Regions from separate parts of the Canis lupus genome. Here region 2 is linked to region 1. The links are chromatin contacts, called in public Hi-C maps. All regions are on one chromosome and are shown on one strand. The core of a region is the stretch at or near the end of the contact, and the rest is flanking DNA. Distances in the headings are between cores, read along the strand shown. Region 1 overlaps ANKRD42 (ankyrin repeat domain-containing protein 42). Region 2 holds the start of ANKRD42 (ankyrin repeat domain-containing protein 42).

Region 1 (7,332 bases), core at 2,011-4,510:
TGCTCTTTACCAACAGTGTGTAGGTTTTCAGGAGAGCTGACGGAGGTCCCTGTCCTCTGTGCCCATCATTTTTTGCAGCACTGCTTTTAGGTTAATTGAATTTTTGTAAATGAGCAATGTTCCCAACCTCTAATGGCAGCTGTAGTCTTGGTACAAAAGCTTCTGAGTCTCAATTTCATCTTTAAAATGGGGATAACACCTCTCTCTCGAGACTGAACTGATGTGAAACGAAATACTATGTGGAAATACTGAGATATTTTCTATCTACCAGTATTCATAGTAGTATATTCCCCCTTCTGCATATCCTTTTCTCCTTTTTCCTTCCTTTCATTTTCTATATTCAAGTTGAATAAACAATGTCAGTAGATAAATGTGTAGAGACCAGTGCTTCTGAGAGTAGGAGGAGTTTATTTGGGAGTCTAAATATATAAAGTATAAATAAAAAGAACTTAAGAGTCAGCGCTCATTTATATATTCTTCAAAAAATTCTGCCTAAATCTCCTGCCACCATCTGGTCAGGACCTATACTTGCATTCAGCTGTACCTTTAAGACTTCTTCCCCTGTAAAACAATCTGTTATAATTTTTATTCAGGAAAAAAATTTCCCAGGGTAGTTTCTTAGGATAGTTTGACATATATAATGCACTTAACTAGTTTTTGATAATAACTATTACTGTTTTGATAACAGCAACTATGTTTATAGTGTAAAGGTTTGGGCTGCAACAGCTCAGGGAAAACCAGTTCTAGCCTTGGGCTCTTCCCACGTCAGTTAGCAGTAAATTGAGAAGTGTTAGGCTAAGATAAAAGCAGAAATAACGGGGCAGCCCAGGGGGCTCAATGGTTTAGCGCCGCCTTCAGTCCAGGGAGTGATCCCGGAGACCCAGGATCGAGTCCCATGTTGGGCTCCCTGCATGGAGCCTGCTTCTCCCTCTGCCTGTCTCTGCCTCTCTTTCTCTCTCTCTCTCTCTGTGTCTCTATGAATAAATAAATAAAATCTTAAAAAAAAAAACAAAACAAATAACGAGGTGTTCTTTTTTGGGGATGTATTCAGTAGAGACAGGTCTGGTTGATTTCTCTAGGTGTCTAGGTCCTAGTCTGTGAGTCAGCACATAATATGATGTACTGGTCTTGAGATTTAAGAATTTATTTACGTAAAAATCCTAAGAGAAATTTAATCTGGAATTGAATGTATTGAATTTTTTCTTTTGGAACAGATAATGTAGAAAGATGAAATTGTGTCTAGTGTATGTATCTTACTTGGCCTTCTTTTCCTTTGTTTGTAGGAAGATGACTCTTCTTGTGAGTCAAGCAAAGAGAAGAGGCAAATAAAGAAAAAGGTGTCTTCTGGGGGAGTTTTTGTGAGAAGGTACTAATTAGTGAAATAACTTTAAATAAACTTGCTTGATTTTTCTTTTATTTTTAAATTGATATGTTAATCTATACAAATTCTCCTCAGTTACTCTTATCTGTCCCAATTCTGGAGGCAGAAATACATCATATTATCAAAGGGATTGCTAAAATTATATACACTCAGCTGTACTCCCCCTCCCAGTATACTTTTTATATAGTTATGTAGGCAAGACTTTACATTTATGAGTAATTAATTTTGCAAATATTCACACAAACTTTAAAATATAAGGTAGTACAGTCTAGTAATCAAGAGAAATGTAGGCATTAAAAATTCTACTTTCTAGAGCATACCATTTTTTAACTTTTCAAATGACTTTTTTTTTTTTTCAAATGACTTTTACAAAGTATCTGGACTTGGGAAAAAATGCAATATAAGATGAGTAAATTTTAGAAAAGGGTATCTTTATAGTAACTACCAAATATCTCAGGAAAGTTTTATATAAAATAACAATTCACTCTTGTAGAAGAAAAATGCCCCCAAAATATGTGTTTGCTAAGAATACCTATATAATCTGGTTTAGAATTCAACCATTAGGGGCACCTGGGTGGCTCAGTTGATTAAGTGTCTGCCTTTAGCTCAGGTCCTACTCTGGGGGTCCTGGGATTGAGCCCTGTATTGGGCTCCCTGCTCAGTGGAGGGCCTGCTTCCCCCTCTGCCTCTGCTGCTACCTCACTCCTCTTGCTCTGTCTCTCAAATTAAAAAACAAAAACAAAACAACCATTGTTCTGTTCTGTCTTGCAGCTTTATAAGAAAGCAGTATAAAAACGAGGCTGACTGGACAGGATAAAAAACACATGGCTTTCTTATTCTTTCTTCTCTTTTCCCCACCTGATGTTGCTGACCAAAAAACCACCACCGCATTTCATTTCATTTCTGATTTCATACCTTCCGTTCTTACCCACTTCCTCCTCGATGTTGTCAACATGCAACTGTCTGGGGCAGCTGTCTAGATCCTGCCTCTCCCTGAAGATCTGATTGTTGGCTTTGGGCTTCACTGGCAGCAGCCTTCTCATTACGCACCAGACTGCCCACCCTCTGGGCCCTGGCATGTACTTCCTGTGGACGTTTAAAGGCCGTTCTGACAGTGTCATCAGGACCAGTCTGCCCTGACATGAATCAATTTGAGTGCTAGACCAGTTCAGGCTGGTCAGCGGTCTGTGAGCAAGTTTTTAAAAAATGCCTTATTTATTTTCCTTTTGATAATCTTTATATGATTATTAGTTTCTCTGTCATTTTCCATTAAGCCTTCGATCTGTAATAAAACGTTTATTTGGTACATACTATGTGTGAGATCTGTGCCAAGTCCCTTCTATGTATTCTCTCTTAATTCTCACCACAGCAGGAGGAGACAGGCAGGTAATACTGTATACAGTTGGAAATTAAGTAAGTTGCCCAGAATCACACAGCACGTGGAGCCAGGATTCTAACCTTGGCAGGGAAAGTTCTGCTTTCTTAACCACTACAGGAACTCCCGAATCCAGTTTCTCACATTCTGGGACTACACACAGCCTACCTTCTTCCTTCCAGCCTGGTGACCCTAAAATTAATCCCAACTCTGTAGTTTGTTATACTTGCTCCAGTTTTCTCATGGCTAGACCTCCAGTCTCTCTCTGTACCAGTGAGGTAGGAAATCACTAGAAGAGTGTTGTCAGAGAAGCATGCACCCTTGAGGAAGAGGTTCCCTGGTCACCCCCAGTACGTACTCTCTGTTTTTCCAGTGTTAGGATTTACTTGGGTTTGGCACTGTTCCGGATAAGGGCTAACTCCTAATCTCTTTGCAGCTAAGACACCAAGTTGTGGCCAGCAGAGTCTGAGCAGAAGTGATGTGTATGTAACTCTAGGGTCATGACCTTAAAGAGAAAGGCTTACCCACTTCTTGTTCCTTTCTGCTTCTGGAGTGTGGGTGTGGTGGTGAGTCACTGGACCTCGTGAATGAAGGCAACACCCGGGATGGCAGAACAGTAAGATAAGAGGGGTCCTGTGCCCTGATACCATGTTGCTAACGTATTAGCCTGAGCATGCTTACACCTGGACTGTAGGGAAGAGAGAATTTAAACCTCTTTATTGAAACCAGAATATTTTTTTGGGTCTTAATATAGCAGCTGAATCAAAATTGTAATACAATCCTGAAATTACCTGTACTTAATCATAACTCACATATATGTTATTGTCAGGTTATATAAATCTAATTCTTGGATTTTCTGGACATCATCAGTGTTCAACAATTCACTTCTGACACTACCTAGAATTAGTGTCAGACTTCAGAGGTTAAGAGCTCAGTCCCACAAGAATGTCCCCTCTTCAGACACTCTCTTACAAGTTCCAGGTTGTCATTAGTACTTCTAAGAAGCGGTACATTTGGGGGTTTCCATAACCCCCTCCTCATCATGTTCAATAATTGGCTGGAATGACTAATAGAACTCGGAGCACTTCACTGTTACCAGTTTATTAAAAAGGATACATCTCAGGAACAGCCAAATGGAGATGCATAGGGCAAGGTGTGGAGTGAGAGGTGCATGGAGCTTCCGTGACCTCTTGGTGTGCTACCCTCCTAGCACCTTGATATGTTCATTGGTTTGGCCAGTGGTAACTGAACTCAACCTCCAGCTCCTCTCCTGTTCTCTCCCTTTCCCTGAGATTGAGTTGGGAGGTCAGGGAGGCTGAAAATTTCCAATGTGGAATCATTCCTTGGTCTATTTGGCAACGAGTCCACAATCAGAAGTTCTATATGGGCTCCCAGCCTCCTGTCATCTTAGCATACAAACAAAACATACTCTTATCATTGAGATTGAAGGATTTTAGGAGCTGTGTGCCAAGAAAACAGAAGTTGGTAATTATCCCTATCAAGAAAGTATACGGGTTTTAGGAGATCTGTGCCAGGAACTGGGGACAAAGACCAAATACATATATATAAAATACATATATGTATATATATACATACATACATAATACAAATCTAAGGCATGGGGAAAAAAAAGATTTCTACTTGTATCTCTTTAACATCTTTTTCACTTCTATTTTTGTTTCCTTAACATAATGTGGCATATATCACTCGAGGTAGAGGCCTCAACTTGTAGATGACTAGAATAATGAGTAAGAAAGAGCACGGCATTTAAAGACTGTGTGGCTTGGGGTGCCTGGCTGGCTCAGTTGGTTAGATGTCTGCCTCTGGCTCAGGTCATGATCCCGGAGTTTTGGGATTGGGCTTTGTCTCGGGTTCCCCGTTTGGCAGGGAGCCTGCTTCTCCCTCTCCTGCCTGCTACACCCTCTGCTTGTGCTTGCTCTGTCAAATAAATAAAAGAAAAAAAAAAAAATAAAAGAGTGTGGCTTATCTGCTGTATAGCCCTGACAACTTCAGTTGTGTGAAGTTACAACTGTGTGACCTTAACTTCTTGTAGCTTGTTTTTTCAGCTGTCAAATAGGGGATAATACCAACCACTTAAGGGGACTGCTGTGGAAAAACAAACAGAAAAACAGTGCGTTTATATTTATATTTAGCATATTCCCTCTTGTATAGTCACTGGCTATTATTATTCAACAAAATGACAATCACTAAGTTCAGTGTTGGTGACCACTGCTTTTTCCATTGCCTCATTTTTTTCTTTTAATTAAAAAAAAACTGCATACTTTTAAATATACATACATCTAAATTCTTACAGATTGACAAAATGGGAATTATAAAATTTGATTTGTTTTTCAAACACGGTGAAGTTCATACCGACTCCTGACTAGTTCTTATATAACTAGTCTAGTTTGTCACCAAATACAAGTTTACTGAATTTAAGTGAATCATAAAAAAATAAAACATAACATCTCTTCACTTTATGTAATATAAGATGGGTTTCTAAAAAGCAGGGATAAACTGGCTTTTGTCAATCAAAAAAATAAGAAGTATACGTAATATTCAAAGCTCAAGACATAGCAACTTGAAGATTTCATACTGAGTGTCATACAGTTGCACTAGGGCACACATTAAAGTTTATTGTTTTAAGTCACTACCAAAAAACCCAATCTCTATATATGGTAAGTTGCCTTTAAAATCCAAACAATTTTGTTTTAACAAGATTTTATTTCTATGAAAAGGTAATTGTGCAGTAGTTACCAGGAAAGCTGAATACAATAACATGTAGGCTTGGGAACAGTTTTTAAATTTGCAGCAGACATCAAAGAAATTCTATATGACATACATTTGTTCAAGCAAACACAAGAAAACTGGATCAGTTTCTATGAACTATTAAAAGGATAAAGATAAAAGGCTTTTTTTTCCCCTCAAATCAGGTTTTGAAAGACAGCTTTTCAACATAATAAAGACCCACAAATACAAACCTAAAACACCTCTTCCCATTCTAAAATATTTATTTTTAGTCCATATGTACTTTGAATAATCTTGTATTAAGTATCTGCTGCAACATTCACAGTCAGAGTGTATCCTGGAGTAGTGTTCTAAGAAGCCCACAGCAGCAGTAACAGGAGCATTGCAGTTTCTCTACTTCCATATTCTGTAAAATCCCAGTGCGATTGCCAGGCAAGTAAACACGGAGGCTGTGAAAAGAAACCATATTATGGGCAACACATTTGAGATTATTTTGCGGAGACAAACACAATATTGTCATCTTCAAATTGAACGAAGAGCAAAAAACAAAGGAAATCCAACCAATTCTCTACCTTAGGTGTTTAATCCCCAGGAAATTATGCTAAGGATGAAGTATATCCTTTAGAGCAGGATTAATACCAATTCTTAAAAGCTTCCTGTATCTTAAACCAGAATAAGGATGACCATTTACAAGTTAAGTTAGAATCCATAAACAATGCTTAAAGTCATTAACATTAGCAATGACTAAATAATTATGAAATCCAATTTTAGATCTGATAAGTGGAAAAACCTTATTTGTATTAAAAAAATGTAGTCAAGCTAGTAAAATAGACATGCATATCATCCATGAGAAGAAAGCTTTAATTGCCTTTTCAGCACATTTAAAATTTTCATGATTATAAAAAATTTATAAATGAAATTTTAATCAAAATCCTCTAAAAAATAATAGGTAGAAGAAAAGGCAGAACAAGTACCAGGCTTTTAATGTAGTTAATATGCCACCTACTCTGTTAGATTCTGGATAAAAAACCTTTTTGTTCTCTTTTTAAGAAGCTGAATCTGGGTGAGGCTTTTAGGGACTCTTTAGTTTCTAGTTTAAATAGCCTCAACTTTTAAACTAGAGACTCAGAGATGAATGGCAAACCTTTATGACGAAAGATGCAAGAAACAGCCTACTCTAATTCAAAGACATAAATCTAGTTACACATTATCCCATTTGATCCTAATAACTAATTGAAATCTGGTTAATGACAAGGTCATTTCCTTAATTTTTTTTCACTTACTTAATTTTAACAAGTGAGATTAGGTCTAAGACACAGACAGGGAGGTTGGACATTTGAGGAAAAATAACACAAGTGTTTTGTCAATCATACATTCATCCATTTGATCCTGATAGTATTAACCATGTTCCAGGGCAGTGTCCTGAGCAACTATACATTACCTTATTTAACCACAATTAAAACCACGTAAGATTGGTGATATTATCCCACTGTATAGATAAGGCAACAAGCCCAAAGTTATAAATTGCTGGCAAGTGGTGGAAGAAGGACTCGACATATGTACTTGAGTCCAGTTATTGTTTAAAAACCATCTTGTTAATCTTATTTAATCCTCACCATCTGAAGGCTTCAATCTGATTTGTCATTTCTTGAGCCACAGAGGGCTGTGTAGGTGATTCTTGTTAACCCAAACAGCTGATGAAGTGAGTCTTAGATCACTAAATGAACACTTATTTCTTGTGAGGAAGGATGCATTTCATTCCTTTATAGAATTTACAACACAATGATTATTTAAGTGTCTCATTTCTGCACTTGATCTTAGCCAAAAG
Region 2 (7,332 bases), core at 1,664-4,163, 70 kb before region 1:
TTCTTCCTAATTTCATACCTTAGTTATTTTGATTATTATTACACTGGACTCAAAATTCTCAGAACAATGTTGAATTGTATGAATGAAGGAAATAGCCTGGATCATGACATTAAGTGTTTTATTTCTGGTTGATACCCTTCATCCAGTTAAACTTTTGTTCCTTGCTTAATATAAGTTGTATTTCTTTTTTAAAGATTTTATTTATTTATTCATGAGAAAGAGACAGAGAGGCAGAAACACAGGTGGAGGGAGAAGCAGGCTCCATGCAGGGAGCCTGACATGGGACTCGATCCCGGGTCTCCAGGATCAGGCCCTGGGCTGAAGGCAGCGTTAAACCGCCGAGCCACCCGGCCTGCCCTATGAATTGTATTTCTTAAATAAATCAGTAATAAATCCTAATTTTTCAAGTGCTTTTTCAGTAACAATTAAAATCATAGTTTTTCTCTACTAATGTAGAAAATTTTCACTAAGGTTGAGTATTCTTGTATTGGTGGGATTAACCCGATTTGGTTATGACATTATTTTCTAAATGCACTGCTGGCTTCATAATTTCCTTAGGTTTTTCACCGGAGTATTCATAAGTGAGACTGAGATTTTTTTTTATTTTCATTATCCTTGTTTAGATTCTGTTATGGTTATGCTCCCTTCATAGTTGGGACATACTCAATTCTTCTCTATGCTTTGTTCCTGGTGACTTTGGTCAAGGATATACAGGATATTCTTTCATGATTATCAGTTTATTAAGGTTTTCTAACTACAGCCAATTTTTGAAAATCTGTATTTTCCTAGAAAATTATCCAAATAAATTTTCAAGATTATTAGTATAAAGCTACTTGAGACTCACTTCTAATTTTGGGAGTCCCTCATATCTGAAATATGTTCCTTTGTTTCCATTATTGTTTTCTTTCCTTCTTTAAATTTGCTAAGTGTCTATTTATTGTTCTTTTCAAACAGCAGTTATCAATTTTATATTTTATTTAATTAATATCTGCTTTTATTTTTAATCCCTCTCAAGTTTATTTTGGGAGATTTTATTTTTTCTGCTTCTCTGCTGTTTCAGTTTTCTTTTTTATCCTTCCTGCCATGTGTGTATCCTTTAAGGGTGTACTAACCCTCAGTGAGTTTATCCATATAACACAGCAACAAATGAAGCCTTTTACCATTATTATGTAACTGGCTACAAACTGTATTAATTTGGAGTCAGAGTGTGTTCCAATTCCCCACCTCCTACTTATGTGATCTTGGCCAAATGTGAGCAGTTTCTTCATCTGTAAAAACAGAAATAATAATACAGATTAAGTTTGAAACTCTTTGCAAATCATTTAGCATAGAAACTGGCCCCTATAATAACTCAATAGATGTCTGGCAAGACAAAACACCTTAGCTGCCCTATTTCTAAAAATAAGGGGATTGAGATGACTAATGATTTTATTAGTTCATCCACCAATCAACTGCTCATCAAGCCACCTGCTAACCCACAACCACAGTTACTAAGCCCTCCCCTTGAACTAAGTATTCAGAATGTCAGGAGCACCAAGATGAATAATGATACAATCCCTACCTTCCAGAAGCTCAGAGTTGGGGAGGTGGCATGACTGCTAAATAGCTAATTATAATATAATGTGATAAGTAGTCTAATAAGGGCTGTGTATATTCAAAGGCTTTGAGAAGTATGGCAAAATCAAAGATCTAGATTGGACACCTAATTCAGTTAATACTTACTAGCTGTGAATCTTCAGGCAATTAACTTTGGTACTTTGTTTCTCTATCTGCAAAAAGGAAGAGTCATACTGTTCTGGTAGGTTAAGGATTAAGTAAGAAAATTAATACAAAGTGCTTATTACAGTGTCAGACTCATGAACTCACCACATGACGATTATTAATACTAATATGACAAGAGGCTATGGAAGTTAAAGAAAGCCAATTTACTGTACTTCAGGGGAATTTCCCAAATGTGTTTAAAAACAAGACGTGCGGCAAGGTAATAAGGATGGGAAAAAAACAGGGTAAAAGGGGAATCGAGGTAGGTGATATCCCTGGAGGGCAGATAATTCTAATTTCTCTGCTAAATTAAATCCGAACCATGTAGTTTCTTTTTCTTTTATTTATTAAGTAGGCTCCATGCCCAACGTGGGGCTGGAACTCACCACCCTGAGATCACCGGTCGCATTCTCTACCAACTGAGTCAGCCAAGCGCCCCGCAATGTATTTTCAATGGAGTGACTGGAAGAATGAATACATATTAAGCAATACGGTTGCAGAAAAGGATTTGGGCCAAACTATTGAAAGTGAACACTTTACACTAAAAGGAACCTTGGAGCAGTCTTTGGACTACTGACCTGTGTTTATACTGGCTCCCACAACTTACCTGTTTGGTCTTAGCAAATTACGAACCCCTTGAATGGCCTCACCTACAAACCAGGGACAACACCTACCTTATAAAATTATTGTGAGAATTAAGTACCAAGCAATTACCCAAGAGCCTGGCACTAATAAGCATTCAATACTGAGAGCGGGTGCAGCTGCTAACTTCCTCTCTGGGTCTTTCTCCATACCTGTGCGTAACAGGGTCAGAACACACACTTCCTCCAATGTTCCAACAAACACTGAAAAATTGCACTAGGCCTGCCAAGGACGAAGAAAGGCCCCGCCCGGCCCGCGCCACACAGGTCACCTACGCAAACCGCAGTCCTGGAGCCTCCACCTGCGTCGCTGAGGCATGGAAGGCGCGACGGATGCCAGGCCATTAGAGAGACAGGGCCTCGGTACGCCGGGAGTGAGACCGAGCCGAACTTCAGGAGCACCGGCCCGTACCACCATCCGATCTCTCCAGAGGCGAAGCCCTGGAAAAGGTGGAGGAGAAGCCGGAAGTGACGCAAGGCCGTGAGGAACTGGAAATGACCGCAGCACGCCGGAAGTTTACCCGTTTCCAAGGCCGCGGCTCCCTCGCCGCTGGCACCAGTCGGCTGGACTCGGGACGCTGGAAAGCGACTCGGAGGAGCGGGTACCAGCCGCCGGCGGCCGCCGCCTGAGCGACTCGCGGGGAGTAGCAATCGAGGACGGCGGCCGCCCCTCTAGCTCTCGCGTGTGGAGGATAAACGGCCGACACGGCCAGCGTGGCGGCCAGCTAAGGGAGGGAGTTAGCGAAGACCAGGACTTGAGTCCCGGCGAAGACACGGAAAGAACCTGTGACGACGGCGGCCACCGCTGTGGGGGCTCTACGGGAAGGTTAAGTGAAGACGCCGGCTTCTCCCGCACTGACTCGAGAAGGGTCAGTGAAGACCTGGGCCATGTCTCTCGGGAGAGAGTTAGGGGAGATGGTGGCCGCCGTCACGTCAGTGCCTGGGAGAGCGTAAGGGGAGACCGAGGCTTCAGCAGCAGCGACCCGAATTTAAGCGAAGTGGGCAGCCGTCAGGCTAGTGATTGTGAGGGACCGGTCCGAGGAGACCGCGGCCGCTGCTTCAGGGATCCTTGGGAGGGTGTCCGAGAAGTCCGGGGCTCGCAGCCCAGCGACCCCGGGGAGAGAGGCAGTGGCTACTGCAGCCGCCGCCTCAGTGGCTCTTGGGAGGAAGGGAGCGTCGATGGCGGCCACAGCCTCAGCACCTCCTGGGAGGGAGTAAGCGAAGACCGCGGCTACGCGGCCAGCGACTCCTCCGGGGTGAGCGGCAGCGTAGACGCCAGCCGCTGCCTCCGGGGCTTCTGGGATAGAGAAAGTGAAGACGAGGGTTTCCGCTGCGGGGGCTCTTGGGACAGAAGCCGGGAAGACCGCGGCCCGGGTCCTAGCGACGACGAAGGCAGCCGCTGCAGCGGTTCGTGGGTGACAGCGAGTGAAGACCGCCGAAGCAGCAGGGGCCTGGACTCGACTCCTCCCCGGAGCCCGAGGGATCGCACCATGCCAGGGGTGTCTGATTCAGGCCCCTCCACCTTCTCTAGGGAGACTGCAACCCCTTGTGAGTCCGACTCTACGTTCGCCCTGGCCTCTGACACTCGGGCGTTCACCCACCCACATCACCCACATCAGCGTTGGCCCTTTATGGCAGTTTCCTTTCTCAGCTGTTACTCCTAATTTTCCTTAGTTGACCTTTTTTTTTTTTTTTTTTAGTTGACCAATTTTAAGTGGGTCCCAAAGCTGTTCATCTGTTTCTCATCCTCCCTCACTTCAGCTTACCCCTCTTTCTACCTGCACTATTCCTGAGAGTTCTTGCCCAGATTGACATAAATGTTTGTTAAATCTTAGGGACCCTTGGCTTCTCTGCAGCATTTGGCTCTGTAGAGATGACTTTAGACTTACCTAGTTTTCTTCCTTACTCTCTATTGACTCTCCCTTAGATGAGTTTTCTTCCATCCTCTTTTCTTACATTCTCCTTAAATGCTGTCTTTACCCGCCCCCCCCCCCCCCCCCCCGCAATAATGCCATCCCTGATGCTTTTTTCTGGTATGAAAAACTATGTCTTAAATCCTACTGAAATCTACGGTGCTCAACCATCCAGTAAATATTTGAGTGCCTACTCTTTGCTATATCTTGAGGATATATCACTGAAGAAGACAGGCACATTCCTTACCTTCTCGGAGGAAAGAGAAATGCTGAGCAAATAATAACTAGTGGGATAATTACTATAAAGAGTAGAGTGCTGTTGGCTTCAGTATGGGTTGAGGATGGGTATCAGAAAAAACAGAGACACCGAACACTGAGATCTGCTGTGGACTCATATATACAGCTCCCTTCTGAAACTCTTCCTTTGGCACCTCAGTCATCACATGCAAAGTTTGTATCCATGTGTCCACTCTGTCCTTTGATGTCTGCTATCTTAATGGCACCACACCACTCAGGTAACTAAGCTGGACACCTTTTTACATCCCCTTCAGCAATAGGATGGTTGGTTTTTGTTGTTGTTGTTGTTGTTTGTTTTGTGGTTTCTTGACTACATCCTACTGTTCATGCTGTCGAGGATGCCTTTCCCTGTTCCCATTTTACCTGGCAAACTACTGCTAATCCTTGAGAATCCATTCTTTAACAAAATTACAGGACTTTTATATATACTTTTTTAATTCTTTTTTTTTAAAGATTTATTTATTCATAAGAGACAGAGAGAAAGACACACAGGCAGAGGGAGAAGCAGGGTCCATGCAGGAGCCCGATGTGGGACTTGATCCCGGGTCTCCAGCATCATGCCCTGGGCTGAAGGCAGATGCTCAACCGCTCAGCCACCCAAGGTTTTATTTATTGGAGAGAGCTAGAGCGTGCACAAACTCAGGGAGGGAAAAAGGAAGACGACTCCCCGCTGAGCAGGGAGGCTATGGTGAGGCTGGATCCTGGGGCTCCAGGATCACAACCTGAGCCCAAGGCAGATGTTTGACAGACTTTGCCACCCAGTCATCCCCTTGAAGATTAACTTTTAGATACTACCTTCCCCAGAAATCCTTTCTTCCTCCCTTTTCTTCCTGGCTATGTTAGAAGTCTTCTGTGCTTTCATAAATTTTTAAGAATATTTCTGTCATTGCTCCTACCACATTATTTTATAATTTGTTTGTATCTTTCTGTGAGTTTGGATAAAGACCATGTTATCTTCATCTTTTTATCTTTATGGTAGACACCAAATTAACGTTGAGTGGGTGAGTGAATGAATTGGGATGGGATGTGGTGAAAAAGAAAAGGCTATAAAATTAGATGGAGTCAAATTATGGGAGGGTATATCTTGTCATTTTGAGAGTTTGGACTTTGTTCTCTAGACCACCAGTGGATAATCAGAAACAGTTAGTGGAGTAGAGGTATGAAGGGATCAGGATAGTGTCCCTGTATAAAATGGATTAAAGTGGGTAGAACATCATTTGTAGATCTTATAGTACTAGGTTAAAGGAGAAGAATGAAGGTCTGGCCTAGGATATTAAAATCATTAAACTTATTAAGTGGCCTGGTTATTTTTGCTACCTTCCTTGCACCCTTCCCAATGTGTATATATCTTTATTGTTCTTAAAGGTCTTACTCAAATGTTTACTCCTCCACTATCTTAATTTTACCTATACTTAGAGCATTACTGTTGGTTTTATTACCTTATCGGCTTTATCCAAATAGATTTTAAAGTGCTGGTAGAAAGAAAATGTATTAAGTCCATGTCCATTTTCCATCATATTGTCATAGTGCCTGGCACATGATAGATGCTCAGAAAGGATTTTTGAGTAACATGTGTAGCATTTTATTAAGGGGTGGTATAAGCTATGATTCTACCCTCAAATTAACATTTGAGTCATGGAAAAAGGATATATATATAGAGTAGTAGTACAAGATTGAGTAGATTATCTACCAGAAATGTTTGTGAGTTCTTTTGAAAACAATTTGAAGTGAGGAATTGTGCCTTTTTGTTTAGGAAACGTCTTGATTAAACTTTATGCTCCTTTCTCCTCTAATAACTGTTTCTTCATGCTTTACTTCTGGCTTACAGTGCACATTAAAATATTTCACAATCACAAGGTAGTCTTCATGTTTGAACGTTATAAAATATAAGACCACTGGAGTGTATGGAGTGTATGAAGTAAACATTGTGACCCTTTCTTAGTGTAGTAAATATGAGAAGGATAAGAAAATCATATTGATAGAATATATCAGCCTATGTGAGATAAGGCTTTGGTAAAACAACTGGAGAGTAGGCCTTTGTTATGGAAATGCCCTGGGTTGTAGTTCAGAACTATAACTTACCCCTTTTCCTGCCAAAGACGTGAAATGATTCTTGACTTTTCACAGTGATAACCTGGTGGGTTTTACCTGGTGGGGTGAAATCTATGGAAATGTAGGGGCCTTCTAAGACTTTGGCCCTGAAGAGTTTCTCCCTCATAGGCTAATTCTTGCCCAGAATTCTTTGTCAAAATTATCATTTCAGTGCTTCAAAATTTATGGTTCCAGTGGCTTTTGCTCAGGTAAGCTGAACTTGTTTGTGTTTCTTTGTATTTATATGTCTCTCCAGACTCAAGGAGGCAGTTGGCCCTGAGACCTTAGTTCTTTGATAAGTCCAAGAAAAGTTGTTGATTTTCAGTTTGTTCAGCTTTTCTTGCACCTATGGGAGTGATAACTTCTATGTTCTTTGTGTGTTAGAGCTAAATGGGATTAAGATGTTAATCACAAACCTCCGTGTAGTAAATTGTTTGGAAAGCCAAAGTGATTTTGTGCTTTTTTTTGAATCATTGCTTTAGTCTTTTTTGTTTTTTTGTTTTTTTTTTAAGATTTATAATATATATTAAGCAATTTGATTTTCAGTAGGTGCCCGGAAGAAGGTGCATTTTGGTAGCATTCATGATGCAGTACGAGCTGGAGATGTAAAGCAGCTTTCGGATATAATA

The links. Hi-C and Micro-C count contacts between places; a contact is called where the count stands out from the background.
Region 2: a Hi-C map of blood shows a contact between it and region 1, with 2.2 times the contacts expected there. The contact joins the promoter of ANKRD42 here to the enhancer-like site in region 1. A contact is called at or near these places in 2 of 9 Hi-C or Micro-C datasets (both in blood).

Annotation. Positions count from the first base shown.
Region 1 is chr21:16,036,154-16,043,485 of UU_Cfam_GSD_1.0, reverse strand. It overlaps ANKRD42 (ankyrin repeat domain-containing protein 42), which reads left to right. Exons shown (of 12, transcript XM_038568467.1): 11 at 1,284-1,366. CCDC90B (coiled-coil domain-containing protein 90B, mitochondrial) reads right to left here. Exons shown (of 8, transcript XM_038568473.1): 8 at 5,461-5,953. The coding sequence ends at 5,898. Among named protein-coding and RNA genes, the nearest start is that of CCDC90B, 54 kb to the right of the region's middle. Within about 2 kb of position 3,260, at least 4 of the 20 cell types and tissues checked have an H3K27ac peak or open chromatin away from gene starts, as enhancers often do. A contact at or near this core is called in blood, where this site is marked.
Region 2 is chr21:16,105,500-16,112,831 of UU_Cfam_GSD_1.0, reverse strand. It overlaps ANKRD42 (ankyrin repeat domain-containing protein 42), which reads left to right and starts at 2,913. Exons shown (of 12, transcript XM_038568467.1): 1 at 2,913-3,950; 2 at 7,250-7,332. The coding sequence starts at 3,893. LOC111091507 (a long non-coding RNA gene) reads right to left here and starts at 2,885. Exons shown (of 3, transcript XR_005375590.1): 1 at 2,679-2,885; 2 at 1,723-1,769; 3 at 719-1,268.